Linked DNA regions of Mus musculus: region 2 is linked to region 1. The links are chromatin contacts, called in public Hi-C maps. All regions are on one chromosome and are shown on one strand. Each heading gives the region's core, a stretch centred on a gene start, on an enhancer-like site or on the middle of the called end of the contact. The rest is flanking DNA. Distances are from core to core; before and after follow the strand shown. Region 1 overlaps Gm52105 (a long non-coding RNA gene). Region 2 overlaps Stk24 (serine/threonine kinase 24).

Region 1 (6,107 bases), core at 2,657-5,156:
TCTATGTCAAACAACGTTACCTGCCAAGACTTCTCATTGGCCCCTAAAAGTTTATTTTTTAAGTTGATCATCTTGATAATGAAAACAATATATTCAAAATCTTCTCTATACCCTTTGCATAAGCGGTAGTTTGAAAAGTTTTGGCTTACAGGGTTTTTGTCAGAACACGTAAAATAGTCAGGTATGGTGGCTCATGCCTGTAATCCCAGCACTTAGGGGACTGAGATAGGAAGATTGTCATTGTTTAAGGTCCTCTTGGGTGATGTAATGTCTCAAAATGTTAGTTCTTTATAGCCATAGACCACTGCACCTCTCAGTCCTCCCTGGGGAAGCTTCTTTTTGTAGGAGATGGTGATTAATTCAGAGACCAGTAACAGGTTAGCATAGAGAGAGCAAGAGACTGTTACGTGCTCAGATCTAAATAGGACCTCTCTGTCACTCATGGTACCTCAGGGCTCAGGGATGATCACAGAAAAGGGGAGATGGAAGATTGCAGGGGCCTGAAGTAGTGGATATCTACATTGAAACACTATTTCCTGGACTCGGCAGCTTAGTGCACACATGAATGAACAATGCCTGCGACTGCATGCAAGGACCAATGTGTCAAAATCCCAGCATGGAAGGGAGGGACCGTGAGGCCCCACGACTGTCTGAGGGTGGGGAGGACTCAGGAGGCCCCACCACTGTCTGAGTATAGGGAGGACTTGGGAGGCCCCACCACTGTCTGAGGAGTTATTGGTATTGATGGCTGCTGGGAAAGAGATGATCAGTTTTCTTCAGGGATGAAGGCCTGAGAGTTTTCACATGTTCCAGTAGGTGGTCACACCCATGAACATTCAGGTAGCACTAAATGGACTCAGTAGACATTAGATTTAGAGAGACAGTCAGACAGAGACACATAGAAAGAGAGTGAGAGACAAAGAGAGACTGAGACAGGGAGAGAGAAACAGAGAGGAGACACTGGGAGAGACAGAGAGACACACACAGTGAGAGACACAGAAATAGAGAGACACAGAGAGAGACACAGGGAGAGACAGAGAGATGCAGAGAGAACCTGCAAACATATACAGGTGGGAGGGAGTGGAGATATGGGAGAACTTGGAGGGGAAGGAATGAGGATAGAAAGGCTCCAAACACATATGCCCATACGACCACAAAATAAATTAAAATTCGGTTACTGTGGAAAACTACTTTTAACGCCAGGCTTGTCATCTACAGGTGATCTGAAGTACACAGGAAGACGCGTACATGCCACCTGCAAATGCTATGCCACATTATATAAGGGCTATGTGCATTCTCAGAGTTCAGCATTGACTCTTATTTCTAAAGAAGCCTTCAGTTTCCTACGGACATCAGGGCTGTGGCTAGCAGAGCTGGCTGCCTTTCCTTTGTTTCTACTACATCACGCAGTAGAGAAGCAGGAAAATACATGCATGCATACTGAGCAAAATCTCCAACATTCCATCTGTGCAGCAGGAATCTCTGTTCATGCTACCAAGGTTTCAAAGGCGAGGCTCCCATGGACGTGCTTAGGATGCAGTTTTCTTGTGTGTGTGTGTACATTCTTGTGTGTGAGTGCAGTCATGCATGTACCATGGCATGCACGCGGCGGTCAAAGGAGAGCCTCACCTCCTACCTTGAGAAAAGCTCTTGCTATGGATTTTCTCCTGCCCACGCTAGGCAAGCTTGCTCCTGGGTCTCCAGGGAACCCCTGTCTCTGTTTCCTGATGCCCCATAGGAGTGTTGGCATTATAGACACAAGCACAATGCCTCTGGCTTCTACATAGGTTCTGGGGAATCAAGCTCAGGTCTCACTGGACCATCTTCTCAGCCTTCAGTAGTCTTGGTATGTGGCAACTACTTGGCAAAACACAGGCAAAGTGCACTATTACCCTGCCTGACACAAAGTGGGTTCTCTATGAGTTGTGGAAATTACTATTATGAATATCTCTTTCATCTCTGAAACCCCACATGTCAACTGTAAGAAGGTGTTTCCAATCAAGGCCTTAGTGGCTGCTTTTTTTAGACCTCAAAGCCACCTGGTAGCATACCTCTGGTTCCTGCTGCACATCTTTCTGGGGAAGACTGAAGCAAGGATTCCTATCATGTGACACGGTTGTGTAATGAACTTTTAAATGTCCCAGGAGTGTTTTACTCTGCTGTGGTAAGACATATGACACACAGATGCCTCTAGTGTGTAGTAAAGGAAGTTTTCATACTCACAAACCCTGAGAAAGCACGAGGCAAGCATCCCTGTGAGGCCCCACAGAGAACACCAGGCTGATGAGCAGGCAGAGAGAAGAGAGAAGCAGGGACCTGTGCCTTTTCAGAAAGAACTGTGCTGGACAGAGTCACAGGCTCGGACAAATTTTGTATTGAGCAGCTTAGACAATTTTAGCAAGCTCTCGAGGCCATAGGTTGTTGGGTTGTCTAGTTCCTTGCAACTAGAAGCTTACTTAAGGTATGCGGTCTGGATAGGAGCAGTTGGGGAAATAGTTTTTGATTGGGTCCCATCTGAAAGTCATGCCTGCAGAGTGTGCATTGTGTCTGGGAGTTAGTTAGCTCTGGGGAAAGAGGGTGTTTGCTACTGAGTCAGCAGAGAATTTTAGTAACTACAGTATAGAGAGAACACAGAAAATGAGAAGTATAGTTAAGGAGAATATATTAACACCAGCCCCTGGGTCTTTTTTGGCTCAAGTGTCATCTGGGCGGGGCTTTGCTGTCCCATCCTTCCATAAGCATTAACGCACATCTAGCATGCAGCAGTGTTTCGCTGTCGAATGTTTTATGTAAAGAAAGCTCATGTTCAACTTTCCCAGGGTTCCTTCCTCCTCGTGCTTTGCCCAGTCTCCTCTACCGAGTATTCACAATTCTGTCACCTAACCGGCCATAGACAAGGTCTTATCATAAAGGGTATCACTAAGAAATATATATATAAAGGGTATCACTAATATATATATATATATTATATAATTATATAATATATATATATATGCCAGTATGTATGTGCATATTCATGCATGAATGAGTGCACATGGGTGCATAGATGCACATGGATGCAGAAGTGTGTGAGTGTCAGAGGTCAACAGCAAATCCCAAGGATCCGTCTGCCTCTGCCTCCCTGGGGTGGGCTGACAGTGCGTGCTACACTTCCCATACTTGGGCACTAAGGACCAAACTTGGGTCCTGGACAGCAAACATGCTACAGCGGAGACGGCCTCTGCCTCCTCAGAGGACATTTCCCAAGAAAGCGATGCATTCACTCATCCTGAAATGCCTTTCACTTGTGTATTTTGTATTTTGAATGCTCATTGCTGAAAGCTGAATCGTTCTTAATTGAGCTTGCGGTAATTAGCCATCTGGTCTACAATTAAGCCTTTGTCAGATTTTTGTTTTTTTGTTTTTTTGTATTATCAGCTAATTTGATTACCAAAGGTTGACGATTGGCAAGTGGCTATGCTGCCGTTCTTCAGATGCAAAGGGAGCTTGTGGGCTCTGATGTGTTGATTCATTAATGTGTTCTGTCATCAAAGCAATCCCTAGATTCCTGTCAGAGAAGGGGAACAGGACATGGGCCTGTCTAAGGGCAGGTAGCTGACAGTGAGGCAGATATCCAGCAAATATCAGCCTATCATGCTTAGAGATATTTGATGATTAAGTACAAGGGACACAGGATTCCCAGAAGAGCTGATGCTGAAATTGTCTGGCAAGATGGCAGAAATATGCCAAGGGAGGGCAAGAGAGAGGGCATCTCAGACTAAAGAACCTACCCAGCTCTGCAACTTATTAACTGCGTGGCTTGGGGGAGAATGACGAAGACTTGGCTCCTTGGACTGTAGACAGGGAGTGTTGCCTCTTTCAGGATTGGTGGTGAGTTAACGTGTGGGTAGCATGCAGCTGACACCTGCAAGCAAAGGGAGACCTAAAGCAGAAAAGAGCCACATACACCAGGGAACAGGCCAGAGCACTCGCATGGGACGACGACTGGCTGCAGACAAAGAGGAAACTGCTAGAGGCCTTTAAACTCTAAGGCAGGGTTGGACTTCAGCTTGAAAGAGTTAGAAGTGTCAAGAACGTGGTAAGCTTTGGGTGTCTGACAGCACTTGTCACGTGTGAGGATTGTCAGGGCTTCCTATTCGAACCTGAGCATAAGTAGCAGTGGGAACCTAGACAAAGACTTCTGGGAGTGGAGCTGAGGAAGAGTGTCAGAGGCTTATGAGAGATGGAAGGATTCCTGCTGGGAGCTTGGTGACTGACCAGAGAGAAAGGTGGCCACATCTATCCCCAATCTAAGTTCTTGTCCCTCTTCCTTGTTCAGTACTTTCCAGCACATGCCATGGTTTCAAGTTCTCCAATTCTTTCTTCCTGGTGACACATTTTAATTTATTCTTGACAACTGCCTACATGTGCATAATGCATTTTGACTATATTAGCTCCTCCCACCATAGCAGTAGAAACCCTAAGGCCATTGGAGCAGGAAGCTGAGGGCTCACAAGAGAGCACACTGGAAATAGCATGAGTGTCAAAGCCCACCTCCAGTAACAGGCCTCCTACAACAAGGCCACACCTCCTATTATAAGGCCACACCTCTCCTGACAAGGCCACGCCTCCTATTACAAGGCCACACCTCCTAGACCTCCCCAAACAGCACAACCAGCTTGGGACCAAGTATTCAAATACCCAAGGCATAAGTGAGCATCTCATTCAAGCCACCACACTCCTGGATTCCTTCTTCTCAATGACTTCCCTTGCTACTTTCAATTCTATTTTGTGGATGACCTCCTGAGGTTAATGGGGGGTTGCTTGTTGTGTGCCAACTTGACAAAACCTGAAATCTTTCAGAAAGAAAGCAGCCTCAGTTGAGGAAGTGCCTCCATGAGATCCAGCTGTAAGGCATTTTCTCGATTAGTGATCAAGGGTGGAAGGGCTCATTGTGGGTGATGCCATCCCTGGGCTGGTAGTCTTGGGTTCTATAAGAGAGCAGGCTGAGCAAGCCATGAGGAGCAAGCCAGGAGGCAGCGCCCCTCCATGGCCTCTGCATCAGCCTTTTGCCTCTAGGTTCCTGTCCTGTTTGAGATCCTGTCCTGACTTTCTTTGATAAGGAACAACAATGCAGAAGTATACACCAAATAAAGCCTTCCCTTCCCACCTTGCTTTTTGGTCATGGTGCTTCAACCGAGCAATAGAAGAATCTAAGACACTATGTAACCACAGGCAGGAGGTTATCCACAGGGGCATGGCTATACCACTGTAGAAAAGGACTTCCCTCTCTAGAAACTTTTCACTGCTCAAGCCCCTCCCCCATCAGTGATGGACTGTTGGCTGTCCCTATCTCATGTAGGTCCTGTGCAGGCACCTAGCATGCATGATTGCTACATTGTATCCTCCTCATCCTCAAGTGTTCCCATAATTCCTGTCTCCCACCACCACCTCCCACATGTTCCTTGGGCCTTGAGGGAGGCTTTACGGATGAGCACATAGGGATGAGCACCCTCCAGCCAGCTGTTCTCAAAACTTTGACAAACCGCGAGTCTCCACTAACTATCACCACCCATTACAAAAACACATTCCTAACCTCACGTTTAGGAAAATTAAAGAACCGGCTGTGTGGGATGAATTAGAATAGCTTGAGTGGATTTAGTTTTTACGTAAAAGACTGTACATTTTAGAAATTTAATACAAACCCGGGGTGGGGGGGGGGCGGGGAATGGAGTGAGCAAAAGAAATGGATGCAACTTTAGGCGCCACTAGTGGAGCAGTTAGCAAAATTAAGAGAGAAACAAAGTAACCATGCTCCCCAGGGAGCCGCATTCTACCTTAAGAGATTTGAACAAAGGAAACCGCATTCACTCACAGGAGGATGTAACAGCAGGATAGGGTGGTGGGGGTGCATTTAGTGTTCCATACAGGGAAAGGCAAAACATAAAAAGCATAAGGGTGTGCAAAGAAGGAAAGTGGAATTTGGGGTACATGTTACAGTGAAGCTGGATTTAGGATCACCCGGAGAAGTAATTTCTACCAGAGTGCCCCACAGTGGCTAGGTTGCTGCACAAGGAAATGGCTACAGATGCCCAGAGGAGCGGCTGCTAACCATCTGTTGTAATATG
Region 2 (6,155 bases), core at 309-2,808, 2.6 Mb after region 1:
TTTAAAAAAAAAAAAAAAAAAAAACACCCCAAACCTCATCACAAGACAGCAGCTGCCAGACTGTAAAGGCCTCCTGACTGCCTGTACAAAAAAATATGACAACACTCACGCCAAGACGCCACTGTGGAACATCACAACACAAAGGAATCTTTTCCAGGCTCAGGGGCAGGACAGCGTATGTGGGTGGAATCTAGTCCTGGTGCACACTGCACTCCAGCAGAACACAGCTAGAACACAGCAGATTAGTAAATGTCTTTAAACCTCCCTGGAGGAGGCCAGGGCACAGAGGACATACCTGTATCCCCAGGCTCAGGGTGGTTAAGCTGGGGGTCAGCCTGGGCTACATAACATAATCCTGACTTAAAACAAACAAAAAAACAAGATGTGGCTGGGCAGTGGTGGCGCATGGCTATAATCCCAGCACTTGGGAGGCAGAGGCAGGTGGATTTCTGAGTTCAAGGGCAGCCTGGTCTACAGAGTGAGCTCCAGGACAGCCAGGACAGCACAGAGAAACCCTGTCTCAAAACAAAAACAAACAACAACAACAACAACAACAACAGCAACAACAAAAACAAGATGTAGCTCCGTAGTTCAGTGTTTGCCTAAAACACATGAGAGTTTGTCTCAGCCCCTAGGACCAAAAACGCAATTCTTGAAGGAAACCAACAACTTTATGCTATGTCCCACTACTCAACCAACAGGTAACTATGAAGAAAGAACCTGTATCCTAACTCACTGGAGGGGAGTCCAGGATACACTGTACCCATCAACCCAACCGCATGAATCCAGTAAAGACTGGAATCCAGAAAACAGGTATCAGCAGACAGCAACAAAATAATCAAGGCATCCAAGGTCAAGAGACCCAGAAAGGAGGAGTGGAGCAAACTGAAGGGTGCCAGCCCAGCAAGGGAGCACCACAGCCCAGCAAGGGAGCACCACAGCCTAGCAGAGGAGCACCACAGCCCAGCAGAGGAGCATCCCAGCTTCTCTCTGGAGGTTAAAAGGTCCAGCTGAGTTTCCTAGAAGGAGGTCCTGACACCTGGTGAAGTCTATCTGGAAAAACACGAGTCCTCTGACGAGGTCGTGCACTTCACTACCACTGTCCAGGCTGCAGACTGTATAGACACTGTTGTCAGATCTAATGTGAAAAGAAGTTGACAGAACCAAACCTCATCTGCAGAACTCTGGGTCTACAGAGCATACAGTTTCTAAACTCACCCTGGATAAGCCAAGGAGTGGTGGCTAAGTCAGCATAGAGAGACTTGTAGGGGCTTCCATCAGGATGAGATGGAGGCAGGGGACAGGTAACCTCGTGCATCTAATCTATGCAGCTGTTTCCAAGTAAAGCTAAACAAAACCTAAGTAACTGAAAACCAAACAAAGGAAAGGGAGGTATATCAAGCTTTCTAAGCCTTAGAGTTAAAAACAGGAAGAGATTTAAATAGGCAAGCCCTAGCTACACATTTGGTAAGCATTCACATAAAACTTACAATGTCCCCACCAATGACTCAGACAACACTCCAGCACGCAACAGTTTCTCTGGCTAACCACAAACCCTTACAAAACAGGAGGAAGGTCACTTAAGTCTCACTGTGTTGCTGGCAGCATAAACCTCTGGGCAGGCTACAGTATACTTTGTAGCAAGCTAAGCCACATCTTGTTTTACCCAGAGCAACTAACGGTTCTCCCACTATAGTCCAGGTCTGCCTGGAACTGACTCTCTGCAGGCCAGAACTTAACTCACAGCACACCTCTTGCCTAACTTCCCAAAGCTGCAGGCATAAGCCACAATGCCCAGTTCCAAGAACTCAGGACTGGGCACAGCCCTCACCCAGTCAGATGTTCTAATAACAATGTATCCTTTTCCCAAGACATTTAGTAAATCTCACTGTAAAAATTAGTTACAAGAAGTGACTACTACCAACAGATTCAAGGCAAGCCCAAGTTCTCCATTGCAGCAGCAGAGTAACAGAATACAGGTCTATTTCCTGCAAGCACTCCAGCCACAAGATTCCATTAGTGATAATCACCCCCAGCTAAGGCACACAGAAAGCATTAGCAGGGAGGGTCGGGTGGGGCCCGCTTCCTGTAGGTACCAGTTTCCAAGCAGGCAAGTCTGAATCATGGGAAAAATCACCCAAATAAAACTGTGTGGCAAGAGACCATCAGACACCTCCTGGACCATGGTCTGGAGGGTGTGCCCCATAAAACCACACTAGGATAGAGAACAGGCTCACTAGCTGCGCACACTGCAGCTTGCCAAGAACCAACAAAAGAACTCCATCAACCCTGTGGTTGTTTGAATAGGAATGGCCCCCATAGACTCACTTGTGTGTCTGAAGGCTTGGCCATAGAGTGGCACTGTTAGGAGGTACGGCCTTGTTGGAGGAAGTGTCACCGTGGAGGTAGTCTTTGAAGTCTCCTATGCTCGAGCTATATCCAGTCTCCTCCTGCTGCCTTCAGATCAAGATGTAGGACTCTCAGCTCCTTCTCCAGCACCATGTCTGCCTGCACACCGCCATGCTTTCTGCCATGACAATAATGGACTAAACCTCTGAAACTGTAAGCCGCCCCGATTAGATGTTTTCCTTTATAAGAGTTGCTACTGCAGTGGTCACGGTGTCTCTTCACTGCAACAGAAACTAAGACAAAAATGTGCACCAGTGCAGCTCAACTCCACTGAGAGCACAGCCGTTCCAAGAGGAACAAACATGCACAGATCTGGACGCCAGGAGGCCACCTTGCCACCGTCACAGCTGCCGGAAGACACTATTTACAGTGACAATCTGCCTGCTTTCTTGAAGAGTGTAACTGGGTGCCTGTATGAAATATTATCAATAGCCTTCCCTGAGCCAGGCATGGTGGCACATACCTTTAACCCAGCCACTGGAAGGCGTATCTGAGTTGGAAGTTCCCCGGTTCCAGGACAACCAGGAATACACAGAGAAACCCTGTCTCAAAAAACAAAACAAAACCAGAAAAGTACATTCCCTGATCTGGGACTAGAACAAAACCTCCCAAAAGCTATTTAATGCTTAAAAAAATAGAAAGATGAATCTACCACCCTGATATCCTGAGTTCAATCCCCGTTGTAACTCACCTACCAACCGCATGGTAGGAGAGAACGGACTCTGAAGAGCCGTCCTCTGACCCCAACACGACTATGAGGTCATGCACATCTGCATGCATATGTGCACACAGAGAGAATGGTTTTTAAATCTTGGAGCTGAAGAGATGGCTCAGCAGAAAAGCTGCTCTTACAGAGGAGCAGGGTTAGTTCCCAGCACTGCCTGTAACCCCAACTCCAGGGGATCTGAGGAGTGTATGTATAACATACCCTCCTGGTGCATACACACACACACACACACACACATACACACACATACACATAATCTTGACCTTCCCCACCCTATCAAAAAAGACAAAGAAATGAGAAAGCCTTTCAGGAATGAGAATGGTACGTGGCTCAGTGGGACGGTGTTAGAAAGCTACAGGGCCAGGGGAACCATACACACATACGTTCAAGCAAAACAAAGTCTTAGCAACAAGGAACACCACCAACAGACACAGGTACAAAATGACTTAAGAGAGGCAAGACTGTGCCGCAGCTGAGTTGGTCCAGTGCCAGCCAACCACTCATGAAGCCAAGAACTGGATTCCCCAGCACTGTATAAACCAATCAGATATTCCAAACACTGGGGAGGTGGAAGCAAGAAGATCAGAAGTTCAAAGCCAGCCTGGAGAGCATGAAGAACTTGCTTGTCCTGGAGAGAAAAGGACTTAAGTAACAGAAAAACATATCCGACCTTCCTCAATTATTTTGCACAACACAAGACAACAGAATAAAGCAAAGCACATGACAGGGCCATACATACCGTATTCACAGAATTCAAGCCACTGAGCTCTGTAAAAATTCTACAGGGCTCTCTTAGCTATCCAGGAACATTTGAGCCCCCAGTATTCCCTACCCCGGCATCTTCTGCTCAAATACTCTGATAACTTCTAGTGGACACCCAGAACCCACTTCCCAGATCACCTATGTCTGAGAACACAGACACCTCAAAGAACAAAATACCCAACCCAGTCTCCAGGCCTCAGCCCCACCCAGCAGGCCCGTAGACACCCCACCTCTCCATCCTACAGAAACTTGGTGCTTTCCAAACATGCACCTGGTCTCCTGGGCCCCAGTTACCAGAACCTTCTCAGGGCCTGCCCTGCAAGGGCTCCTGACCACTTGAGGCCAGGGACCTATATCTTGATATCATCCTCTGAAGACTCTGTCTACATCAGGACCAGAAGATGCTAAACCTCCATCCGCGTTCAGCCTCACCTGAGATGGTCTTGAAACCTAGACCTCACAACTTTGCTGAAAGGCCACTCAGACACCAAACCACCCCCCAGGGTACAGTTCCAAACAGGGCAACAAGAGCAGGTATGTCCCAACGAAGCAGGGAAGAGGGCGACTAGACTGTACACAACGGCCTATGGGCATTGAGTCTCACAGAGGGGTGGGCAGCTAGAAATGTGCTAGTGAGCATCTTCCTGGCTACCCTGCACACAAGCCCCCTCACAGCTAGGGCTTGCAGCCTAGGAGCTGAACAAAGGGAATGAAACCAGGATATAAAAACATCAGCAAGCAAAATCTAAGTTTTCTTCGTTACACCTTTAAATCATCTATACTTGCAAACACGAGGGTCTCTTAAATTCAAAGCCTCGAGACATGCTGAATTAACTCCAGCCTTCTTACATATGTGACTTATCTAACTTCGTGTATTTTAAACTTGGAGCCATGAACTTGGAGCCACATGAACCAGTGGGCTGTGGAATCAATTCAATGTTACAATCAGCTTCTCCCCCCCCACCCCCAACCCCCACTACTGCAGTAGTGACTTACAAGGAGCAAGAAACAGTGCTACACTCTGAAGCTTTAATTTCTGGTCCTGATGCCAAGTCTCTGTCTTACAAGGGTCACAGCCCAGAAAGGCTTTAAAAACGGCTAGCAGAATTCTGTGACAGAAATGTGCAGCCTGCAGAGGTAGACTGCTGCAGAGGGCTGGAGTTTGGTTCCTGTAGCTCTTCTTCCAACCTCCCAGGACTCCTATATACCTGTATCACATGCTACATACACATGTGCACACAACATACTTTTATACCAAAGAATTTTATAAGCAAAAAGCTAATTCTTTTAGATCCCTCAACCCCAAACAGGGTTTCTTTGTATAACTTACCTAACCATCCTAGAACTAGCTGTGTAGACCAGGCTAGCCTCGAACTCAGAGATCCACCTGCCTCTGCCTCCCTAGTGCTGGGATTAAGATCTGAGCCACCGCTTGCCTGGCTTGCATAAAGCTAATTCTTTTGCTCCATGATTTAATGGAAATTCAAAGCACTAGATAGGTCCCTCCCACCTCCAACTAAACTTTTTTCACTGGAACCAACATGGCAAAACAGTGAATGTTCCTGAAGAAGGCAGGAAGGACATAACAGCCACACTCATCTACTGCAGTCAGCTCAGAACGTGTTTTTTCAAGACAGCTACACTCCAAAGACCAACCAGGCTATCCTCGAACTCCGAGATCTGCCTGGCTCTGTGTCCTGGGACTAAAGGCACCTGGCCGGGTCTTACTTTCTAGTTCTCTCACAGACTACAAAATAACCCAAAGAGGAAAGAAAATCCTTAGAAAACCTCATCAAAACAGTCAGGTATACAGCCTTCAACTCCTCACCAAAGATCATTAGAGTCGTCAATCAATCACAGCCACTGAGTGAAAAAATCATTCATCTTATATTTCTTTCTTCAGCAAACACAATCTAAAACAAAATGATATATATTATTTGCAAAGGCAGGGCGAAGACCTGGGTTCTAATCACTGTATGTCATCTAAAATGCTACCTTACCTTGGTCCGTTCAAATACTCTCTCATTCACAAAGCTATAAAACGGTATCTTCTCTTCATCAGTACCAGTAATAGTCAACAGATATAAAGTGATTACAGGCCATAAAGTCTTTATTCTAAAGCATTCCTGAATTCTGCTTTTTTTTCCCTCGGGCTGTCTGAATCTGCACTTCTGCCTTGCCAAACTTTGTGCACTTCTTCTGAGACAGTGTCTCAGCATTAACCTTGGCTGGCCTAGAACTCTCTAAGATAACCCAG

Evidence for each region. A called contact is a pair of places that touch in the nucleus more often than the background predicts.
Region 2: a Hi-C map of the G1E-ER4 cell line shows a contact between it and region 1, with 8 times the contacts expected there. The contact joins two enhancer-like sites. A contact is called at or near these places in 2 of 39 promoter capture datasets (the HPC-7 cell line and pre-B cells) and 1 of 484 Hi-C or Micro-C datasets (the G1E-ER4 cell line).

What each region holds. Positions count from the first base shown.
Region 1 is chr14:118,789,810-118,795,916 of GRCm38.p6, forward strand. All of the region lies in intron 1 of Gm52105 (a long non-coding RNA gene), which reads right to left. It also overlaps a transcript of Cldn10 not described here. Among named protein-coding and RNA genes, the nearest start is that of Gm52105, 4.8 kb to the right of the region's middle. Within about 2 kb of position 3,907, at least 15 of the 459 cell types and tissues checked have an H3K27ac peak or open chromatin away from gene starts, as enhancers often do. A contact at or near this core is called in the G1E-ER4 cell line, where this site is marked.
Region 2 is chr14:121,370,498-121,376,652 of GRCm38.p6, forward strand. The region is part of intron 1 of Stk24 (serine/threonine kinase 24); the gene reads right to left. Among named protein-coding and RNA genes, the nearest start is that of Stk24, 5.7 kb to the right of the region's middle. Within about 2 kb of position 1,559, at least 167 of the 459 cell types and tissues checked have an H3K27ac peak or open chromatin away from gene starts, as enhancers often do. A contact at or near this core is called in the G1E-ER4 cell line, where this site is marked.